2 separate regions of the Mus musculus genome follow, and region 1 is linked to region 2. The links are chromatin contacts, called in public Hi-C maps. All regions are on one chromosome and are shown on one strand. Each heading gives the region's core, a stretch centred on a gene start, on an enhancer-like site or on the middle of the called end of the contact. The rest is flanking DNA. Distances are from core to core; before and after follow the strand shown.

The links. A called contact is a pair of places that touch in the nucleus more often than the background predicts.
Region 1: a contact with region 2 is called in a Hi-C map of Sertoli cells, with 2.2 times the contacts expected there. The contact joins two enhancer-like sites. A contact is called at or near these places in 6 of 484 Hi-C or Micro-C datasets (the N1E-115 cell line, Sertoli cells, cerebellar granule neurons and 3 more), 2 of 115 datasets of contacts at active chromatin or transcription factors (neural progenitor cells and oligodendrocyte precursor cells) and 1 of 9 other capture datasets (embryonic stem cells).

The regions. Positions count from the first base shown.
Region 1 is chr17:10,186,457-10,192,704 of GRCm38.p6, reverse strand. No RefSeq gene overlaps it. Among named protein-coding and RNA genes, the nearest start is that of Gm34972, 43 kb to the right of the region's middle. Within about 2 kb of position 4,899, at least 28 of the 459 cell types and tissues checked have an H3K27ac peak or open chromatin away from gene starts, as enhancers often do. A contact at or near this core is called in Sertoli cells, neural progenitor cells and oligodendrocyte precursor cells, where this site is marked.
Region 2 is chr17:9,832,585-9,839,220 of GRCm38.p6, reverse strand. No RefSeq gene overlaps it. Among named protein-coding and RNA genes, the nearest start is that of 4930452A19Rik, 60 kb to the right of the region's middle. Within about 2 kb of position 1,695, at least 25 of the 459 cell types and tissues checked have an H3K27ac peak or open chromatin away from gene starts, as enhancers often do. A contact at or near this core is called in Sertoli cells, neural progenitor cells and oligodendrocyte precursor cells, where this site is marked.

The DNA of each region.
Region 1 (6,248 bases), core at 3,650-6,149, 350 kb before region 2:
GGGTACCCTTAGTACAGGAGGACAACTTGGCACGGTCAGATTGCTGTCCCCTGCCTAGTGCACGGCAACTGGCTTCTTGGGATGCGGAAGATGTCTGTTTGCGAGGCTCAACCTCTTTCCCCTTCCCTAAGCCTCCACCCCATCTTCATTCCAATAAACATACTTTTCATAAGAGAGAAGAGCTAGAGTATATATGTCTTGTTCAGGTGAGTGTCTTTTATTATATCAGTACCTACCCGTTGTACTGGTTTATGTTCTTTTTGTGTACTTAAAATGAACAGAAATGTATTTTCTTAGTAGCTTTTCAAGTCCTTGGGACCAAATTCCTGACAGAAATAGTGTGGGAGAGGGGAGGGGTTACTCAGGAGGTACAGTGGTATACATCAGGGAAGGCTTCTTCCACAATTGTACACACATCCAAGAAACACTGAGATTAAGCTTAAATGAGGAGTCAAGGCCTGATCTCTGACCTCCAGTGACCCATTTCTTCCAGCTAGACTCTCCCTCCCAAAGGTCCCACAGTCTCTGAAAGCCTAGCCACCAACGGGGAACCAAGTGTCCAAACAGTTGACCCGTGGAGGCATTTCATAGTCAAGCCATAGCACATACTTAGTTTCTAATTTGGGCCTTGATGAAAATAATTATTAATCATGGCACACTGATGTTCTTCTGGTGCTGGCATGAGGCTCTTCGTGTCTACACGGTGGCTATCCACGAAAGGCTGGCTGCTGCTTATGAGTGTTTGTAGAATGGTTGTAGTCAGTGCCCCGTTTCTCTCACCTGAGGAGGAAACTGAATAGCACCCTTCTGTAGCATGAAATAGAGATCTCTAAGTGTGGTCCAGACGGCAGGCAGATTGGTGTCTTCCTATGTAGCAGGCTGTGCTTTGTTCCTGGAAGGGTGGGCTTTCTTGCTACTCCTCTTCTTCTTTAATATCACAAGTTTGGTTTTTGTCATCTACAGAGATTTAGGAATTTATCACATTTTGTAGCCCTTTATAGTACACAACCATCGTTCCATTGTTGTTGTTGTTGTTGTTGTTGTTGTTTTTCTGTTTGACATTTGTCCTAGTTTCATTCTGTTGACGTTGACGGAACACTCTAACTAAAAACGATATGAGAATAATCTTAGGTATTTTCCCATTGCTGTGATAAAACACCATGACTAAAGCAACTTTATAAAAGACATCATTTAATTTGGCTTACAGTTTCAGAGAATTTGAGTCCATCGTGGCAGAGTGATGGAGCAGCTGAGAACTCACATCTTGAGCCACACCTACAAAGGAGAGAGAGCTAACTGGGAATCACACAAGTCTTTTGGAACCTCAAAGCCCAACCCCAGTGACACACCTCCTCTAGCAAGGCCGCATCTCCTGACACCTCCCAAACACTAACTGGGGACCAAGTATTTAAGCATGTAATTGTGTGTGGGGACGCCATCATTTAAACCACTACAAAGAGGACAGGGTTTGTTTGGCTTACATTTCCAGGTCACAGAAGTCAGGACAGGAAATGAATCAGAGACTATGGAAGAATGCTGTTTCCTGGCTTGTTCTTTATACATGCTCAGCTTGCTTTCTGATATATCCCAGGCCCACCTGCCTAGGGATGACACCACCCACTGGGGGTTGGAAGACAGTCTCTCACAGATGTGACCACAAGCCAATCTGATCTTGGCAGTTCCTCAGTTGAGACTCTCGGGTGACTCTGGGCTGTGTCAATTTGAAAGCCAGAGCTAAGTAGGACAACCTCACAAGTAAATAAGAATGACAATTTTTTTTTTTAATTCTCATAGGCAGAAAACTAAAGTTCAAAGGTTGATAGCCTAGAATCCTCATATTAGACAGTGGGCTTCATACCCACTATAGAGAGGGGAGGTCAGGGGGGCCAGAGCTCTGAAGCTGTTTACAGCAATGGTTGCAGCCAAGTGGGAGATGGATATTACAGAGACAGAAGTGAAGCATGGTGGGAAATTACTGTCTGAAGGAGACCAATAGCTATTTGGCTTTTATTAAATTATATTCTCACTGACCAGTGCTTCTGGAATACTATATTTGCCTCTTGTGGCCAGCCAGGGCCCAGGAAGGCCCTTGTGTCTGCTGTAGTTTGAGAATGAATGATGAAGCTATAATTGAACTAAGGGTGCTGAGATTGTATAAAAATCTTCCAACAGCTCCAGCCTCCTGAACCCTGTTAGAGTGATTGTCAAGATCTGACTCCTTGGGGTTTCCTCAGTAGCAATTTTGATTTTATCCTGGCCTGTTCTTTATCCCACAGCCTCCTTACTTTTAGCCTCAGCCTCCTCGTTTTTCTGTCTGGCTCTACAGGTATGGCTCTGAACATGTGATTAGCACAGAGGATCCCTGTTCAAGTACAGCATTTGATCCTCGGGCTATAGAGGAATGGAAGGGTGGGTGCTCTTAGGTGGTTCTGTCACCATACCTTGGAGAGAAGGGGATCACAGAGTGTGAAACAGTGCTTTCCGGTCTTAATGAGGAAGGGCATGGGTATGACCAGTGACACCAAGTGTGTAGCTGGCAGGGTAAGATCATTGAACTCAATGATGGTGTCAACCTTAGAGCCATAGACCTTCTAAAGACCTGTTAATCAAATCCTCAGGCTAAGAAGTTGCTAATCCTTCCCAGTCTCCATTAACACAATGCACTCCAGGATGTGCCTCTGAGTGAAGGGAGCCAAGCATCTCTCAGTCCTCTTCCACTCGCCCAGCTGATGGTTGCCTACCAACATTCTGTTGGTAGCCCAAGTCTCCTAACTCATGAAGAACTTCATTAAAGTAGAGTTCTAGCTGCCATATGAGCATCATCTGAGGCCAGCAAGATTCATACTTGGTGATGAGACTGCTGTAACACCAGCTGAGAGAGAGAGAGAGAGAGAGAGAGAGAGAGAGAGAGAGAGAGAGAGAGAGAGAGAGAGAAGAGAGAGATGCTCCCCTCAGTGTGTTCCTATTATCCATGAGCCTCTGAAAATGTGGCTTGCTCAAGAAGGCATTAGAGCTGAATTATCATTTATGTTTGTCACAGGGGTTGAAAGTGTGTAATGAGATTCCAGAGTTAATGTTTTGTACAGAGCACTTAGGAAAGCCAGGATGAAATTGGCTCTGAGTTCTGATGAGGCGTTTTAATTAAAGATAGTGTCTAATCAAGGGTGGAGCAGAGGCTGCTTAGAAAACGTCAGTTCATTGTCCAATCCACTGGTGCGGAGATGGACAGGCAACCTCTGTGGAGATCCTGCTGCCAACAGGGAGGGTGACAGTGAGGAACTATGTTTTGGGAGCAGAAGAAGGGGCTGAGGAACTGTGGGCCACCTTGGGCCACATGTTTGTGGCTGTGCTTGCAGCCTGTGTGTGTCTATGATCATGGCTCTATGAGCATCATACAAATGTCAGTGCTTCTGCCCACAGATCCACATGAATGCTTGTTAATTTGATCTGGTCAGAGCCCCATGTACAAACATCTCCTAGCTGGTGTGTGCAACCCTGTGGACCCACAGTCAACTGGAAGGTGCTTTCTTACATAGGGCTTATATCACTTTTCCCAAAAAGCAAGCACAAGATCTTGCATGCATGAATGCATGAAGCTGGATGAAAAGAGAGCCTCTGTTTCCCTTCTGATGAACAATCATACAAAGAATGAGAAATTAGAGTTCTCCTGTCTGCTGTCTTTTATCCTCTGAAGGGCCACAGCGCATGAGATCCTTCAGAGGTTCAAGGAAACCTATGCCAGCTGGTTGTCACTGATCACAGTTCCCTTCCCTCCTTGCCTTCAGTCCCAGCCCAGAATGTATCCCAGATAAAGATGCTCATGGTTTAGGCTGGGAGGAGTCTGGATAGGTGGGCACACGAGCATGGATCTCCAGTGGCCTTTGCCTTTGAGGCTTCTGGGCCATATTCTAGCAGCTCTCTATCTGCCAGCATTTCAGCAGGAGCCAGAAAACTTCTGCTGTTTTCTCTGGGCCTCACTGGCAGTTTGTTCTTGCAGGGGCTTGGCCCAAACTGAGGGCTGGCAGCCTGGGCTCCCAGCACTCCCTGCAGAGCTACTTAGAGAAAACACATTAATGACACATCGAGCCAGAGTCTGAAGAGGGACCTGCCTCTGAGAATTGATGCATAAATGCCAGGCTAGGCAGGCAGGAGGCACCTGCCACCAGGCACTTGCCTGTATTTCCTTAGTGGAGTGTGGCTGTGAGACCAGGTAAACGCTGAGGGAACTAATTGAGTAAAGTTAGAGAAACAGGCATCATCTCAGAGTTTGCAGCCAGAGCTGGATCTGGCAGAAGTCACTAACACATAGGTTTGAAGAAAACGAACGGTAAGGACTCCCACAGTTATTTAGAAGACAGAACATGCAATTCATTTATTTTTAAAGTTACTGTACATGTATGGGTGTTTGCCTGCTTGTATGTATGCCTGAGTGCCACATGTGTGCTGTGCTCACATGAGGCCAGAAGAGGACATTGGATGCTTTGGAAGTGGAGTTACAAATTGCTGTGAGCCACCACACCCACACGGGTTGCCTGGGATTGAACCAGGGGCCTATGGAAGATCAGTTAATTCTTTTAATTGCTGAGCTGTTTGTCTAGCCTCAAACATGAGGTTCTAGACCGTCTGTGTGATTGGTCCAAGACTGCCTCCAATCAAAATATTCTCGGTTAAGCTTTAAAATGCATTTTTGGTAGACCACGGAATAAGGAATCATAGGGGTTCAGTCTTGGCCTCAAGCCTCTTGTTTGCCCAGATCAGGGTCATTTTACACTGGCATGAGCTAACATGAGTACAGCAATGTCTTTGTGGGTTGAACTTGTAGGCAGAGATGTGGCTCCTGTTCCTAGGTCCCAGTGACAATGGCCTACTGTAGGAGGCAAAGGAACTCTGCTAACCTCCAGTGATTTTCCACTCTGCCAACTCCAAGTGGCTCTCTGGCTCCTGGTGCTCTGTTCTCTTTGTTCTGGGATAGATACTTTGTATACTTTCCTTTCAAGGTTTTCTTTTTCCTTAAAATGCACACCCCCTTGGGACTGGTTGTAGTTTAGCCCTTAAGCACTCAATTCTTCCTGTGAGTTAGGGCCCCCTCCCTCCCTGCCCAAAAGCCTGAGACACAGGCGAGAGGGGCTGAGGGAGGAGAGACCAGAAATGGGGACCCGGTGGAGTTTGTGCCTTGAACCTGTGTGCAGCAGCCTTCCACACATGCTTGTTGTCACGCTCAGGTTGTAGAATTTTTCTCTCTGGAGCTTCAGTCTTATGTTTTAATGCATTCATATAAACCATGTTTTGTCACAGTTTTCTCATTGTTTGAATATAAAGAGCCAAATAATATTTCTCTCTTCATGCATGATAGTCATTAAGATTATTTAGCTGCATTAGTTAATAGCAGTCTGTCATCCAGAAAACTAGTTTGCATTTCATTTGGTGGTGGTGGGGGCAGGGGAAACGTTAATAATTAAATATAATCAATAGTGGAATTATCATTCCAGCAACTCTCTCGACCTGAGAAAGATGTTGTCAATTTGCACTTAGTGCTAATGCCATTTATTCCATTAACGGCCTTTATTTTAACAAGCTTAATCATCTTTATAGGTCTCTCTTCCTCTCCATCCCTTTCCCTTTTTTATTGCTCTGCTCATATAAATGCTTCCACAGTTGAGTGACACTGAAGCAGAGACTGAGTGATCACAGCCTTGGGTATGCCTGCCGGGAGGGCGGTCTCCTACTCATCCATACTTGTGTCCAGCCACACACTTTGCAGAAAGCATATTTGGTTAAAAGCATATAGATCATACTGTCTCTGTGCCCCACCTCCAAAGAACTGTCTCATTTGCAGCCAACTTGTCACCGGTCCTGTCTACTCGTTTGGCTCTTTCTGAAGTCTAGAATGGATGAGTGTTAGATTGAAGGTGCTCAAGAGACTTACTTGGGCCAGCTCCTCCCTGTGACATGGCACTGTGAAACACCACAGCATTATGAAGATTGTGTATATCCCCTACACACACACACACACACACACACACACACACACACACACACACGCACACACACCCCGATTGTCTTTACACTCCTGCTTGTTGGTTCCTACAGCCTCCATTCAAACTATCCTGAAGGCCCAACTCTATCCCATGGGCTCCTCTCCACCTCTGAACATGTGGTCATTATCAGCACTGATGAGGCTAGAGATGCCAAAAAGAAGCTGGGCTCCAAACAATCACTTCCCAAGATGCTTTGCCATGTACCTCCTC
Region 2 (6,636 bases), core at 446-2,945:
CTGAATGTTCACACTTTCTATCTACATAGAAGCTGAGCCTGAACTAGCCTAATGCTTATCAGAACTACCTTGGCCATCAGCCAATTTTCTTTCCAAATATCTATAAAAATTTATTATATATATATATAATATTTTTCTTTTTCTTTGGTCCTAGGTAGGCATCCAGCGCTTTATATAAGCCAGAAAAGGGCTCTCACACCCAGCTATACGTTCAGCATATTTTCAAGGCTTTAAATAAATGAAATAGAGCCAGCAAGATGGCTCAGTGGTTAAGGTGCTTGCTGCGAAGCCTGAGGAGTTGGATTTGATCCCTGGGATCTCCATGGTCAAAGGAGAGAGCTGCCTTCTGCAAGTAGTCGTCTAACCGCCACATGCAAGCTGCGGCATGTGCAACCCTTGCCCTACCTCTACCACACACACACACACACACAAACATAGAAATAAATAAATGTACTAATGTTTGACTTGAAATGTAAATAATGCTTGCATATCAAAGAAAATATTGAACACAGGGGGCTTTTGTGTTCAGCTGCAGAAGGTTTCCCACTGCCCCACTGTATCTGACCATCTTCTGCTAAAAGCTGCTGCGACTGTCAGAAACTGTTTGTGTTCGTCTTCCCCCAAGAAGGTTAATCAGTGGATTGGAGGACAGATTTGCATTTGGAGGCTGTGGTGGGAGAAGGAGGTCATCTCCTGTGTGGGAGAGACGGAAAATGGAGATGGCATTTGAAGGAAGCAGGGGACCTTGAGAGACAGTTGATGCTTAAACAACAAGATGCAGATATGGAGCTCTGGCATGGGCTGATGTGACTAATGCTGCCCATCCAGGGGGCTATGAATCAGCACAAAATGACTGATACCAGATGTTGTCTAGGGAACCCAAAGGTAAATAAGGATGCCATCTCTTATGAAGTTAACCCTGCAAACTGGCAATTGGCAATGTGAGTGAGATATATACATATACATATACATATACATATACATATACATATACATATACATATACATATACATATACATATACATATACATATACATATACATATACATCATATACATATACATATACATATACATATACATATACATATACATATACATATACATATACATATACATATACATATACATATACATATACATCATATACATATACATATACATATATATATATATATATATATACACACACATATAAATATTTCCTTGATGTCAGAGGTGAGCTCCCCAAACCCATGACAAGCTACAGGCAGCTTCTTCGGCTGTGTTTGTTATTCAGCATGAGGAGCATCCTTGACCAAATCCCTCCCAATTCTGACTAGTTCCCATCAGGAGGAACCCACTGGTGCTGTGACCCTCCCGCCGATTTGTTTACTCTCTATTGCATGGGATTCACAGGTTTGAGGCTGTTTCTCTGGGAGGAGGACTGGGAAAGACTCAGTTCAGTCTTGGGATGCATGCAATGTAGTCTGACAGTCTGACATCCTCATCTCCTAATGAACTGCAGGGATGTCTTTGAAACAGTCCCCAACACCACTCATCATTAGGCAGAGCCTGACAAAACCATTACTGGATGAGATTTTTAAGTGGTCTCTGTAAATTAAGAAAAACACACCCACAATTCACAGGACACAGAGAAATAGCACAGAGCATAGAATGCCCAGAAAGACCAAGGACATTCTAATTTTAGAAGAAAGAGCCCAGTGTCTGAACCCAGGGTGGGGTTGGAATGTGCCTGGGATGAGGTAATGGGTCTCATTCCTGCTGTCTCTCAAAAAGACTTCATATTGCACAGAACTCTGACACCATCTAGCCTCTCTTCTCATCCTTAGGAGACTTTTTTTTTATTGCAATTGATTTCTTGGAACTAATAGAATGAGTTTATAGCAAAAGCGAATCCATAGCCATTGCCTAATGAGCAAGATTCTTTTCCCTGGGGAAGTGGTTCCTGGATCCTTTTTGTCTCACAGTACAAGGGTAGGGACCAAACGTGTTTGACGAGCGTCTTGTCAGGGAGCTGACAGGGTTTACCTCGTGAGATGGGAAGGCACAGGTGCACAGACTCAGTTCATTCCTGGGGGGAATTAACATCTATTTTTAAGCAGTGCTGCGGCATAGGAGTACCATGAACAGTGGGTTTGAATAGAGGTTGGCAGCTTGTCATCCCAAGATAGGCTCAAAACAAAATCAAATTCTCAGCTGAGAAAGTCTCGATAAAATCACAGGAACTTATGGTTACTGGGCACAGACTTGCTTGACACTATGGGCGGGACTTATATATTTTCATTTTTCCTCTCACAAACCCTAAGACGGTACTATTGTTACCCAACTTATAGCTAAAAACCTTGCTGTAGCGCGGTTCCAGACAACCCCCAAAGAACCATATGTTAAAGGCTTACTCCTTGACTGATGCTTTAAGGGGCGTCTTAGTGGAGAGCGGTGAGGTCACTGGAAGTGTGTCCTCATACTGAGTTCTGAGTTTCAGCCTCTTCCTTTTATGGCAGGAAGTGAGGAGTTCTGCTCTGCCACGTACTCATCGCTGGTGGGAGCAACAGACTATAGACCAAAAACTCCAAAATTGTGAGCCAAGAGAACCATTTTGGTTTTGTGCTTTGATTATCTTGGACATTTGTTGTAGTGGCCAGAAGCTATTGACATACTCCCAAGGACAAGCAAGCCTGCCCAGGTTTTCATAGTGGGCTATGGATGTTTTGTGATGCTGTGACTCTCCAGTGGACATTCCTCACAACCAAACTCGGCCGATTCCTAAGCCGCAAGAAAGCAATGCACGGAACCCACGAAATGGGGATGTTCTTACAGAAACCCCTGCTCTCCATTCTACAGGGTTTGGCTTTGTCTTCCTCATTCCCCTCTGGTCCCACTCACAAGCTCAGAGACCACTCTGGAGCTCAGCACTCAACTAATATTGATGGGCTGGAAAGGTAGGAAGATGGATGATAGATGTGGGATGGATGACTGATGAATAGGTGGATTAATGTAGCTCAGTGCATCTTCTACTAAGTCAATCTGCAAGTAAAATTGGGTCCAAAAGGTAAGTAAGATCTGGGAAAACAACGATCCTAGAGAAGGATATGCTACCCTTCAGAAAGCATATACTACCTGCATGTATAAACGAGGAAGGTGATATCTGTGAACGAGATAATTTGAAAGTCAATGTGGGTGATTCTAAACTCCAACCTTTTAATTGGGAGTTGGGTAGAAAGTAAATTAAATAGAGTTCAGTAGTGTGGATGCCTATGTTATAAGACTCCAAAATATGTAATCAGGAAATATCCCAGTACTGACTACATTGAATAGAAATATCTCACTAATGATCATGGATGTCTCTCTTGGGTCTTTGTTCAATTGGACTGAATGTGCTTTGATGGAATGGCTTGCAGTTCCGTGTTCTGGAGTCTCATAGTTCATGTAAAACTCTGCATATGTCATGAGGTCTGAGAAAACCAGCATAGAAAGGAAATTCACTCTCCTTTTGTTCCTGTCTATAAATCATTCTTTCCTATTCTGAAGAGTCACTGCCGGTGTCCCAGCTTCTAACTCATTACGCTGGTAGAAATGTGTTGTTTACTGAGGCAAGCAGCTCTCTGTTCTCAAGGCAGGACATCCTATTTTTGGGAGAGGTCTAACATCTGAGCTCAAGAGCGTAAACTTGGACATCATATGTCTCATTAAAGTCCTGCATGGCTGCAGAAGAGCCACCTGCTCCATTCTGAAGAGGGGGAGGGGCATAAATGTGCTGTGGACCTTGGTCCACAGGTGTGCACAGTAGAACTCGCTCACTCAGGGCAGGGGGGGGGTGTGTGATCTTAGCTTAGGGACATCACCGTTACTATTTAATGTTCTTGCTTTTACAAGACACAACAGAGGCAAGGAGTCAGATTGTTACTGGAGCAGGGACTGCCAACTGAAGTAGTGATGAGGAGTTGCCTAGCTCTTGATGAAGTGAGGCGTCTGTGTGGGTCTCACAGGACATCAGCGTCACCAGAACACATCAGAAGATCTTGGAAGATATAAAGAGCTCTACTATTTCCTCTTGTTAATCATCTAGGAATGTCTCACTATGGCTCTTTATTGAATGTCTGTGTTGTATGGCACAAGTGGGACCCGAAGCAAAAATGGAAGAGTGAAGTGTCTCAAAAACCAGCTGAATTAAAATGAGAGAGTTACACATGGCATCTGAGGAGCTGCATCTGGGCACATTCACACTAGCAAAGTACAATATGTGCTTAATACCATTCAGTCATGAAGGTGGTTCTGGGTCCAAGAGACATACACATTCTGTTGTGATTCACGCAGCTAAGGGTCACTGTATCTCACTCCTATGAGATAAAACAGAATGAAATCTTAAGTTAAAGATTTTTTCCCTTTTATTAGGGCGATGTAAATCTTAAATATAAAATGCATCCAACATCATTTGGCTCTGGAGCTTTCTGATGCTTTAACACTAGACACTGAGAGAGCTTACTGTTGGAAAATAAGGAACTAACACGTGTTCAATGATCTGCAGGCAAAGAGCATTATGCAGAGGGCTTCGCATGACTTATGTAATTCTCAGGCCTGTCTCATGAAAAACAGTTTCGTTCCTCCTATCTAACAGCCAGGTGTAGTCAGAGTCCTATCTCTGAGGCCATGTTTTCTTTAAAAAAAAAAATATTTTTTTTTTATGATCTGAAAATTTTATACATTTAACACAACATGTTTCAATCATCTCTATCCATCATTAGATCCTTGGGTATCTTCCTCATCTTAAATGTCCTCCATTGTTTTTTTGTTTTTGAGAACCTCCTGATTCCAATTAGTGCTGGTCATATATGCATAGGTGTGGGGACTTCCTCTGAGGCTTGTGCTGTAGATTTTATTTAATCTCAATCCTGGGTTACTACCCTGCCTTTGATCATTTAGTTCCTGGATAAAAGATACACACAACCTTTATAGTTACAATAAACCTTAAACAGCACAAGGGCTGGGCAGATGTCTACCCTCTGTGATATTAGAATTTACTTCCTATCAATAACCCTTAGTTTTTACTTACTATGTTTCATCTGGCCTGTTCTTTACTCCAATTGGCCAGCCCTAAGGGCCACATTTTCATGACTCACCTAATTTCTTCTCTCTCCCTGGTGGCTCTCCCCCTGATCTCTCCAAGCCGCCTATGTCTCCTCTGCCTGGATATTGCCTGTCAGCATCTTTACTCACCATTCAGAAATAACTTGGGGATAAGGTCACACAGCGTTACTTGTGTTTACCTGCAGACTCTCTCATCTCTGGGCAACCAGGTCTTGAGGAACCAGTGTTGGCATTAGAATACAAGCTGTATCAGGCCAACCCACTGCAGACTTGGGCTATCTGCTAGCTGAGATGTCCCTGAAGGAGAGTGATCCTCTCTCAGAAGCCAATCACGGTCAATAGCTTCTCTGCCAAGTGACGGGAGATGGCTCTGGTCTTATTCCTTCTCGTGGTGAAAGCCATTCTTTTCTAAATTGTAACTACTGGTCTCCACCTTATTATCTGATAAGACAACTGCTAATTATAAAACCATGGGCAGATATGTGATCGCCAGTCAGCCAATGGCTTCAAGTTAGGTTTTATGTTTTTCTCACTTTTCTTGCATTTTTTGTAAAGTATTCAAGTTGACGTGGAAATTTCTGGTTTCTTTGGAAACTCAGTTATGCCATATGATGTTCTGGTGGGGCAGACAGGTGAAAGAATGTTTTGCTGAAGCAGACACAGGTGAGAGGATATTTTGCTGAAGCAGACACATGAAAGGACAAACAATGTATAGAAAGAGTATAAGTATGACCTCACAGACAGTGGGAAGAGGCCCTGGAATTGGCTCACCTTGCTCTGCCTCGCTAATCTTTGCTGATGATACTCTTATATTGGATCACCTTTCATTGAGTTGCTGATCTTCACGTGTCATGACTTCATAGAGAGCAACTCACCAAAGAACTTCTCGTGATATTCTGGAGGCTTCTTGCTGCTTCCATTGACTTGGGCCAATTGGCCAGCCTAGGAGTTTCCTCTGGATTGAACTGTCATTGCTGGTTCATGAATGGTGTTTGTACTATGGATGGATTAGACTGCTGCTGCTGATTCGTGTTGGGTTTTGCTAGAGGACTGGACTGCTGACAACAAAGACTGAGCAGCCCCAAAGAACTATTCCTAAACAGGTCCACCCTCCTATTTTCTATAAACCTTTCTTTCCTGCTACCTCTGGTGGGTGATGGGCTAAAAGGGAGGTCGAAACATTTAAGAACTCTTTTTAAAGTAGGTTTTGAAAAAATCAAAGTCAACACAACTGGAGGAATATTTTGCATGAAGCTCAGGGATTTTTTTGCTCCTCAAATGCTTAATTTAACTTCTTGTATCTTTCCTGATTTTTTTCTCCAATTTTGTCTAACAAATTTTGACACTGTTTTCTTACTCAAAATCTGATTTGTTGCCTTTATAAAGCAGTAAATGCTGATTGATATTGAATATAATAGATTGAACTGATGCATATAATATGTAATATGAATTCAACCTATGATATATTTATGATGGTTGCCTAAGGTTTCAATTAGGATTATTCTTTGGGTATGTTTAGGGTTTAGATTGTGACAACATATTATGAGC